Linked DNA regions of Capra hircus: region 1 is linked to region 2. Evidence: chromatin contacts called from public Hi-C data. All regions are on one chromosome and are shown on one strand. The core of a region is the stretch at or near the end of the contact, and the rest is flanking DNA. Distances in the headings are between cores, read along the strand shown.

Region 1 (4,089 bases), core at 774-3,273, 76 kb after region 2:
ATGGCAGGAGGGGGGCAAACAGAGGAGGAGTGTTGATCCTCATTCTACAGATTTCCTGCCTTTTTTTTTTTTTTTTTTTTGGTCTCTTACTCTAAGCCACTCCCTGCCCTGGATTCTGACCTGGGGACAGCTCTGACTCCACTAGACAGACACTCTTCCTCCTGACTCTGTCCTTTCCTCCTCCTCCGATGAAGACAGGCCGGCAGCCAGGCATGGGTGTGGGTCTGTGCGCTTGCAGTGACGGTGGGAGTGTCTCCAGTTATGCGTGGACCATGGGCTCTGCAGGTATTTGGAAACCTCTTGAAGACTTCTGGGTGAGCAGGGATACTGCACATAAGTTAGTTTGTCCCCTTCTGTGAGTCCTTCCTCCCCTCAGGTCCCTGGCTAATTCCCAGCTTTCCTAAGATAGGTCGCTTCACCTCTTGCCTCTCAGTTCCCCAGTCAATGGAGGAACTATTACCTGTCCCCACCTTCCAGGGTTGTTGTAAGACTTAATGAGTTAAAGGCAGACACTCAATAAATGTAACTACGTTCTCCCATCTGTTTCTGTGTGAGCCACTGTCTCTGGGGGTAATTTGAACCTGTATCCCTGCGTATCACATGAAACTCCATGTCCAATTTGCCACATACCAGCTGTGCAACCTTGGGTGAGTTACTAGACCTCTCTGAGTCCCAGTAACTGAGACTTCTACTCTCAGGTATGGAGACTTCTACTCTCAGTTATGGAGACTTCTACAAAAGTAGAAGTCTACAAAACGGATATAAGAATAGCACCTATTTCCTATGGAAGATGTGGAGATTAAATTAATTATTCCACCTAAAGAATTTAGAACAATGCCTAGCACACAGGCGTTAATTACACGAGCATCATCATTTGGGTGTGAGCTCCAGTCCATATGTCTGCCGAATGTGTCTGTCAGCATCTTGCGGGAATCTGGGGCGGGAAGCGTATGGGGTTATCTGGGGTGGTGTGGGACCAGGCCTGTGAGGGAGCCCTCTGGTTTTTCATCTGTGAAATGGGGATAACAACAGCTCCCTACTCAGGCTTGATGTGCAAGCTGGATGCTGGGGTGTGTGTGGCTGGCGCGCAACTCCATAATCATTCACTATTATCTTTTCTTTACATATAAAATGCCGTATTAGTAGCACCTACATTGTTAGGGGATGAAATGAACGTGTAAAAGCTTAGGACAGCATCTAGCAAGCAGAAAGCGCTCACTGTAGCGCTTGTTACTGGTAACTTATGTGGGACTGAGCCTGTGCTTAGCTGGGCAGGCTGTGGGATGTGGCAAGGGCAGGATGTGGGCGTGGGCATCTGGCCCTTCAGGTTCATCTGCCACCCCACTGCCTCCACACCCCCGACCTCCTGCCCCCGCCATCGCTCCAGCCCTGACTCCAAACTCCCTATGACCTCCCAGGGAGGAGGTTTGGCCAGCCGGCACCGCCTGCCCAACCCCAGGAAGAGATACAAGGCACCCTTTCTCACACTATCTCAGTGTCTCCCTCGGGTCCCCCATCTCTGTGACTCCCCATCTCTAGCTCAGAGTCTCTCTGGGTCTCTCTCTCTCCCCCACCCCACCCCACTATGCTTCCGGGACAAGAAATATTAGGTCCCAAGTTTGTGTCCCAGTGAGGGCAGAGGAGGAACAATCAGAGGCGGGACTCCCCTCCCACCCCCACCCCTTACAGCATGCTCAGCTGACGGGGAGGTTGCCGGGGGGACAGGGGGCTTCATTAATTAAGCTTACCTCCAGCCACGCGGGATGTTAACGAGGTGGATGGGCCTCATTAGAAAGCCGAGCCCTGGCATTAGCGCCTTGGTCACACCCCTCTCCAGGGCTGATGTCTGGGGAAACTGGAGCAGGAGGCTTGGGAAACCCAGCTGGGCTGGGACCCGGACTTCTGCAGGCTGGGAGAAGGAGGGGCTGGGACCTGGGCTCCCCAGCCCTAGGGAGGAGGGCCTGGGAGCCCGGATCCTTCCCCCAACACACCCCTCTACTTAAAAGCCAGTCGAGGCGCTCCGCCCTCTCCCGCCCCGGGTTCACCCCGAACCCTGCGGAAGAGCCGGGACACTCACCCAGACCCGAGCGATGGAGAAGGTGCGGGAAGGACCGGAGCTCGGCAGCGGGATGGAGGAACCCGCGAGCCCCCAGGAGCCAGCGTCGCCGCCCCCGCCTCCGTCGCCGCCTTCGCCCGCGGCCCCTGAGACCCCCGGGCTCCCTGCGCCCGAGTCGCCAACCGAGGCCCACGCGCGGCAGCTGCTGCTGCAAGAGTGGGCGCCGCCGAGAGGGAGCCTGGAGCTGCCCCCTCGCCTCACCTGGAAGCTGCTCTTCCTGCGGCGGCCGCTCTACCGCAACCTACTGCGCTCGCCCAACCCCGAAGGTGCGGGGCCGTGGTCTGCGCGAGGCTGGAGCAGCAGGGAGGCCACCACGCCTCCGTCTCCTTCCCGCGGGCTCGCTCACCTAGACCGTCGGTCTCGTCTTCTCTTTGCTTCCTTGTTTCTCTTACTCTGCTCTCGGTCTCTGTCTCTTAATGTCTCCCTCTGCGTTTTTATTCCTCTGCATCCTTCTCTGGGGCTTCCCCCCGCAGTGGCACAGCGGTAAAGAATCCACCTGCACTGTAAGAGACACAGGTTCGATCCCTGGGTCGGGAAGATCCCCTGGAGGAGGGCATGACAACCCACTCCAGTATTCTTGCCTGAAGAATCCCATGGACAGAGGAGCCTAGTGGGCTCCAATCCATGGGGTCGCAAAGAATCTGACACGCCTGAGCGACCGAGCAGCCGCGCATTCTAGCACTTCCTTCTCGGTCCCTTTTTTTCTCAGCGTGTCTCTTTGTCTCACTTGCATCTCTGTCTCTTTCTACATCTGTGTCTCTATCTCTCACAGGGTCTGTCTCACCCTGTATCTCTCTGACCCTCCTCCCATGTTACCGTTCCGTCGCTCAGTCATTCCGACTCTTTGCGACCCCATGGACTGCAGCACGCCAGGCTTCCCTGTCCTTCACTATCTCCTGGAGCTATCTCCCTCCTCCCATACTCTCTCTCTTTTTCCTGGTTCCTCTCTCTCTTTCTCCCTTTGTTCCTCCTCTCTCTCGCCGCAACGCCCTCCCCCTCCGAGCACTGGCCCTCTGACCCCAGGACATTCTCAGGGCTCTCCCTGGGCCCTGACTCACTCCCCGCTGCCTGGCTGGGCTGGTCTGGCAGGCGGGGCATTGATTCCCGTCCTTCCAGCCGAGTCCAGCGGGCAGGGAGTGGGGAGCCTGCAGGAAGGAGGGCAGCTTCTGCACGCCTGAGGCTCCGCTTCCCTGCGCGTTTCAGGCATCAACATTTATGAGCCAGCGCCCCCTACCGGTCCCACCCAGCAACCCCTGGAGGCTCTGGGTAAGCGCCCGGAGGCTAGCCCCATGCTGCGGAAGGGGTGGCCCTGGAGAAGCGGCAAGTTCTAATCTGTTGCTCCTCCACCCGCCAGGCAATTTCCGCGGCTGGCACATCAGGACTGAGAAACTCCAGCAGAACCTCAGGTGAGTGGCCGGGACACACGTGGCCTGCGTTTGATTCCCTCTTCTGGCCTCCCTCGCTGTGGGACGTGGAAAAGCTCTATTTACCTCTCTGGGCCCTTGTCTCCGGCTCTGTAAACAGCATGAATCCTAAGAGCATGCCCGTAAAACACATGGCATAGGGTCTGGCCAGTTTGCTCATAGTAGGTGTTCCATGCCGTGCTTAGTCACTCAGTTCGCGTCCAACTCTTTGCGACCCCATGGACGGTAGCCCACCAGGCTCCTCTGTTCATGGAATGCTCCAGGCAGGAATACTGGAGTGGGTTGCCATTCCCTTCTCCAGGGGATCTTCCCTACCCAGGGATCCAGCCCGGGTCTCCGGCACTGCCGGCGGATTCTTTACCGCTTGAACCACCAGGGAAGCCTAGCAGTTAATACTGTTCCTATACTCAGCCTCTTTCTGTGGGAATAGGAGAGTCACCTAGGCCACCAGCTGCCTGCCTTTAAACCAGGCCCCCTTTCTGCATTGTGGGTGGGATGCCGCAACTCAGGGGCTCCGGGTCACAGGCACTTGGGTTCAGCTCCGCCACT
Region 2 (3,585 bases), core at 390-2,889:
GCCATCTAGGAAGCCCCATGGCTTAAGCTTCAGTTCAGTTCAGTTCAGTTCAGTTCAGTCGCTCAGTCGTGTCCGACTCTTGGTGACCCCATGAGTCGCAGCACGCCAGGCCTCCCTGTCCATCACCAACTCCCGGAGTTCACTCAGACTCACGTCCATCGAGTCAGTGATGCCATCCAGCCATCTCATCCTCTGTTACATTCAGAAAACAAAGATCATGGCATCCGGTCCCATCACTTCATGGGAAATAGATGGGGAAACAGTGGCTTAAGCTTAGATGGACCCATATAATCATGGCTCACCTTTCTGTATTTTTGCCATTGTAGTTTTAAAATAGCACTAATAACTATGATTGATTGAACACCTATTGTGCACAAAACCCTGAGCTCAATGCCTTATATTTAGTCCCTTTAATCACTACAATAATACTATGGGGCACATTTTCTTTCCATTTTACAGCTAAGCGAACAGAGACTCAGAGAGGGCAAGTAACTTTCCCAGGGTTGCACAGCCAGAGGTTGCGGAGCTGAGATACGACCACAAAGACCATATTCTTTTTACGATAAATAGCTACCATTTATTGTGTGGCCCATACAGGGTCAGGCACTTGTGTGTATTATCTATTCAGTTCTCCCCACTTTGTATTGGGTTGGCCAAAAAGTTCATTTGGGCTTTTTCTAAACGTCTTAATGAAAACCACAAACAAACTTTCCGGCCAACCCAAACCCAAAAGAATATGGAAGTCAGGCTGAGTTGGACCATGTGCTGGAAGCCACAGAGGGTGGCTTTCCTGGCATATAAAGTGAGTTTTGTCTCACTCTGGGGTTTGTACTCTAATAGTAACAGCCTACATTTACCCAGTCCTTGCCATAGGCCAGGCTCCCTTTTAAGCCTTTTCCAAATAGCTCACTTAATTCTCACGGTATCTATGATGTGCGTACTAGTTCTATCATCCTCTCTTTCCAGATGAGGAAAACTGAGGCTCAAAGAGGTCTAGCCACTTGCTCAAAGTCACACAGCTTATCAGCGACAGAGCTCGGATTTGAACCCCGGCCACTTGGCCCCAGAATCTGGGCTTTCAGCCCTGATTTCCTCCTCCTTTTTTTTTTTTTGGTCCCTTGCAGGATGGGAAGATTGTGGACGACGTCTGGGTGGTGAGACCCCTGCTTGGCCGGACGATGTACCTGTAGGAATGAAGACAGCTCTCATCAGGAACCCAGGGCCTTGCTGCCAGGCCCTAGAGGGGAGTCGGGGGTGGGGGGCTCGACTCCTCTGCCATCCTTGGCACCATGTAGGGTGGATGCAGCCCCGAGAGAGGTGGAGCAGCTCTCACCTCCCAGAGAGCTGGGGGTCCCAGCCTGCTGGGTTGGGAGAGCAGTTGTATGTACAGGCAGAGTGAAGCAAGACAGGTTGTGGGTGGCACCACCCTGCCTTCCTGCATAGCACTAACTGGGTGGAGTGTCCACAGGGCCTCGGGAATAAAGAGGCTTATGGCTGTGCCTCCCTGGACTCTGAACTTCTGCTGGTGATGGCCCCTCTGGGCTGTCTCTTCTGCCCGCCTAGCAAAGGCCCTTAACTAAAGTCAGCAGGGTGGGCAGCTGTCATGACACCACTGTCCAGCAGGTGGCGCCAGCGACCTTCTCCTCCAGGCCGGCCCTCCGTTCCAATCAGGGGCCTGGCTCCAACAGCCCAAGGGAAGCTAGCCAGTGTGGTCCGGGCCGCAGTCTCCCAGTCTGCCACCAAGTTATCCTGGAAGCGGGCAAGTGTTAACACTCCAAACTGCCAGCTGGGACAGCTGACAAGCTTAGGAGCTCACAGACCTGCGGTTTTCCTCCCTTTAAAAATTTTCCCCCTCCCTCTGTTTTGCCTCTTCCTTTTGTGTAATCAATCGTTATTTATTGAGCGCCTATTATGTGCCGGGACCTGTTCTCCATGCTGTGAACAGCACAGAGATGTCTGCCCTCATGGAGGTGAAATTCTATCCAGGGTGTCAGACAGCAAGCACAATAGATAAGAAAAACACATGACAGGGCAAATGGTGATCAAGCACACGCAAAGGCAGGAAGGGGACGGAGGAGTCACATGGGCAGAGCGGTCCAGGCAGAGGAAGAGCCAGTGCAAAGGCCCTGGGGCAGAAACACAGCAGAGCATCAGTTGGGGAGGCCAGTGTGATGGAGCCAGAGTAAGAGGAAGAGTAGGGATGAAAATAGAGAAGTGAGAACGGCAGATCCCATGGGACACTGTGGGTCACGAGGCGGTCTCTGTCCTTTATCCTGAGTGACATGGAGCCACAGGAGGGTTCTGAGCTGCTGATGGGCAGGACCTGACTCCAGAGGTCCTAGGCAAATGCTGGGTTCCGGCCTCAAGGATGAGGGCTCTCCTGAGTGAAGCCGGTGAGTTCCTAGCTCTGCAGGCTGACGACACATCGCTTCGTCCATTGTGTTGTGCGGTTTCAGCCTCCTCAGATCTTTTCCCCACCCAGCACCCACTCTGCCCAAGGCTGTTTGCAGTGGTGTTTTTTTTTTTTATCTTGGCTCTATTTATTTATTTATCTTTATTTTAGCTTTTACTTGTTGGCTGCACAGCATGTGGTATCTTAGTTCCCTGTTGTTTAATCGCTAAGTCGTGTCTGACTCTTTTGCAACCCCATGGACTAGTCCACCAGGCTCCTCTCTCCATGGGATTTCCCAGGCAAGAATACTGGAGTGGGTTGCCATTTTCTTTCCAGGGGATCTTCCCCACCCAGGGATCGAACCCCTATCTCCTGTATTGGCAGGTGGATTATTTACTGTTGAGCCACCAGGGAAGGCCTTAGTTCCCTGACCAGGGATAGAACCCACACCCTGGGCAGTAGAAGTATGGAGTCTCAACCCCTGGATGGCCAGGGAATTCCCTCCTTGCACTTTCTTGAGCACCAAGCTCTCTCTCACTGTCGGCCCCCGGCCCTGTGCACTGGCTCTTCACCCTGTGAGTGCCCTCCCTCCGCTCATTCGGGGCTGCATCTGCTCAGCCCCAGGGGTCGGCCTTCCCCGACAACCCCAGCTAAAGGGGTCGCGGTCACACTGTCTCATCCTGTCTTACTTCATGTCCAGCTCTTGGCATTCTGCTATTCGCTCATTGACTGATTGGTTACCTCGTTCACTGGCAGTTTGCCTCACTGAGCTGGGGGCCGTCTGTGAGGGTGGAGACCAAGGCCATCTTGTTCATTCATGGGTCCCTACCTCCACACTCACCTCCGCCAATTCCTCCCAGACCCCTTCTCAGGCTGAGTGGGGGCCCTGCCCAGTCTGGACTGTCACTGTCTAGGGGTGGGTCTGTCTCCCCCACTGGACTGTCAACCCCACGAGGGCAATGTTCAGGGCTCACTCCAGCACAGCCCAGCACTAGATAAATTCTTGAGGGTAATAAATACTTGTGCCTTAATGAAGGCTGCCATGTGTCAGGCTCCAGCCAGGCAATGCCAGGGACAGAGATGAATCAGCCCGGTAAAATCCTTCGGGAGCCCAAAGGCCGGCAGGGAAATATGGTTACACAATACGGATGAGAAGCAGCAAGAGAACGCCACAGAGGGAGGCACCAAGCCCG

What was found. A called contact is a pair of places that touch in the nucleus more often than the background predicts.
Region 1: a Hi-C map of liver shows a contact between it and region 2, with 5 times the contacts expected there. The contact joins the promoter of NCCRP1 here to the enhancer-like site in region 2. A contact is called at or near these places in 3 of 5 Hi-C or Micro-C datasets (blood and liver).

What each region holds. Positions count from the first base shown.
Region 1 is chr18:49,798,950-49,803,038 of ARS1.2, forward strand. NCCRP1 (F-box only protein 50) reads left to right here and starts at 2,024. Exons shown (of 6, transcript XM_018062383.1): 1 at 2,024-2,382; 2 at 3,320-3,382; 3 at 3,471-3,522. The coding sequence starts at 2,091. It overlaps LOC106503127 (a long non-coding RNA gene), which reads right to left and starts at 2,036. Exons shown (of 3, transcript XR_001919486.1): 1 at 1,749-2,036; 2 at 121-310.
Region 2 is chr18:49,722,847-49,726,431 of ARS1.2, forward strand. It overlaps ACP7 (acid phosphatase type 7), which reads left to right. Exons shown (of 13, transcript XM_018062379.1): 13 at 1,125-2,550. The coding sequence ends at 1,190. Among named protein-coding and RNA genes, the nearest start is that of ACP7, 15 kb to the left of the region's middle. Within about 2 kb of position 1,640, at least 1 of the 5 cell types and tissues checked has an H3K27ac peak or open chromatin away from gene starts, as enhancers often do.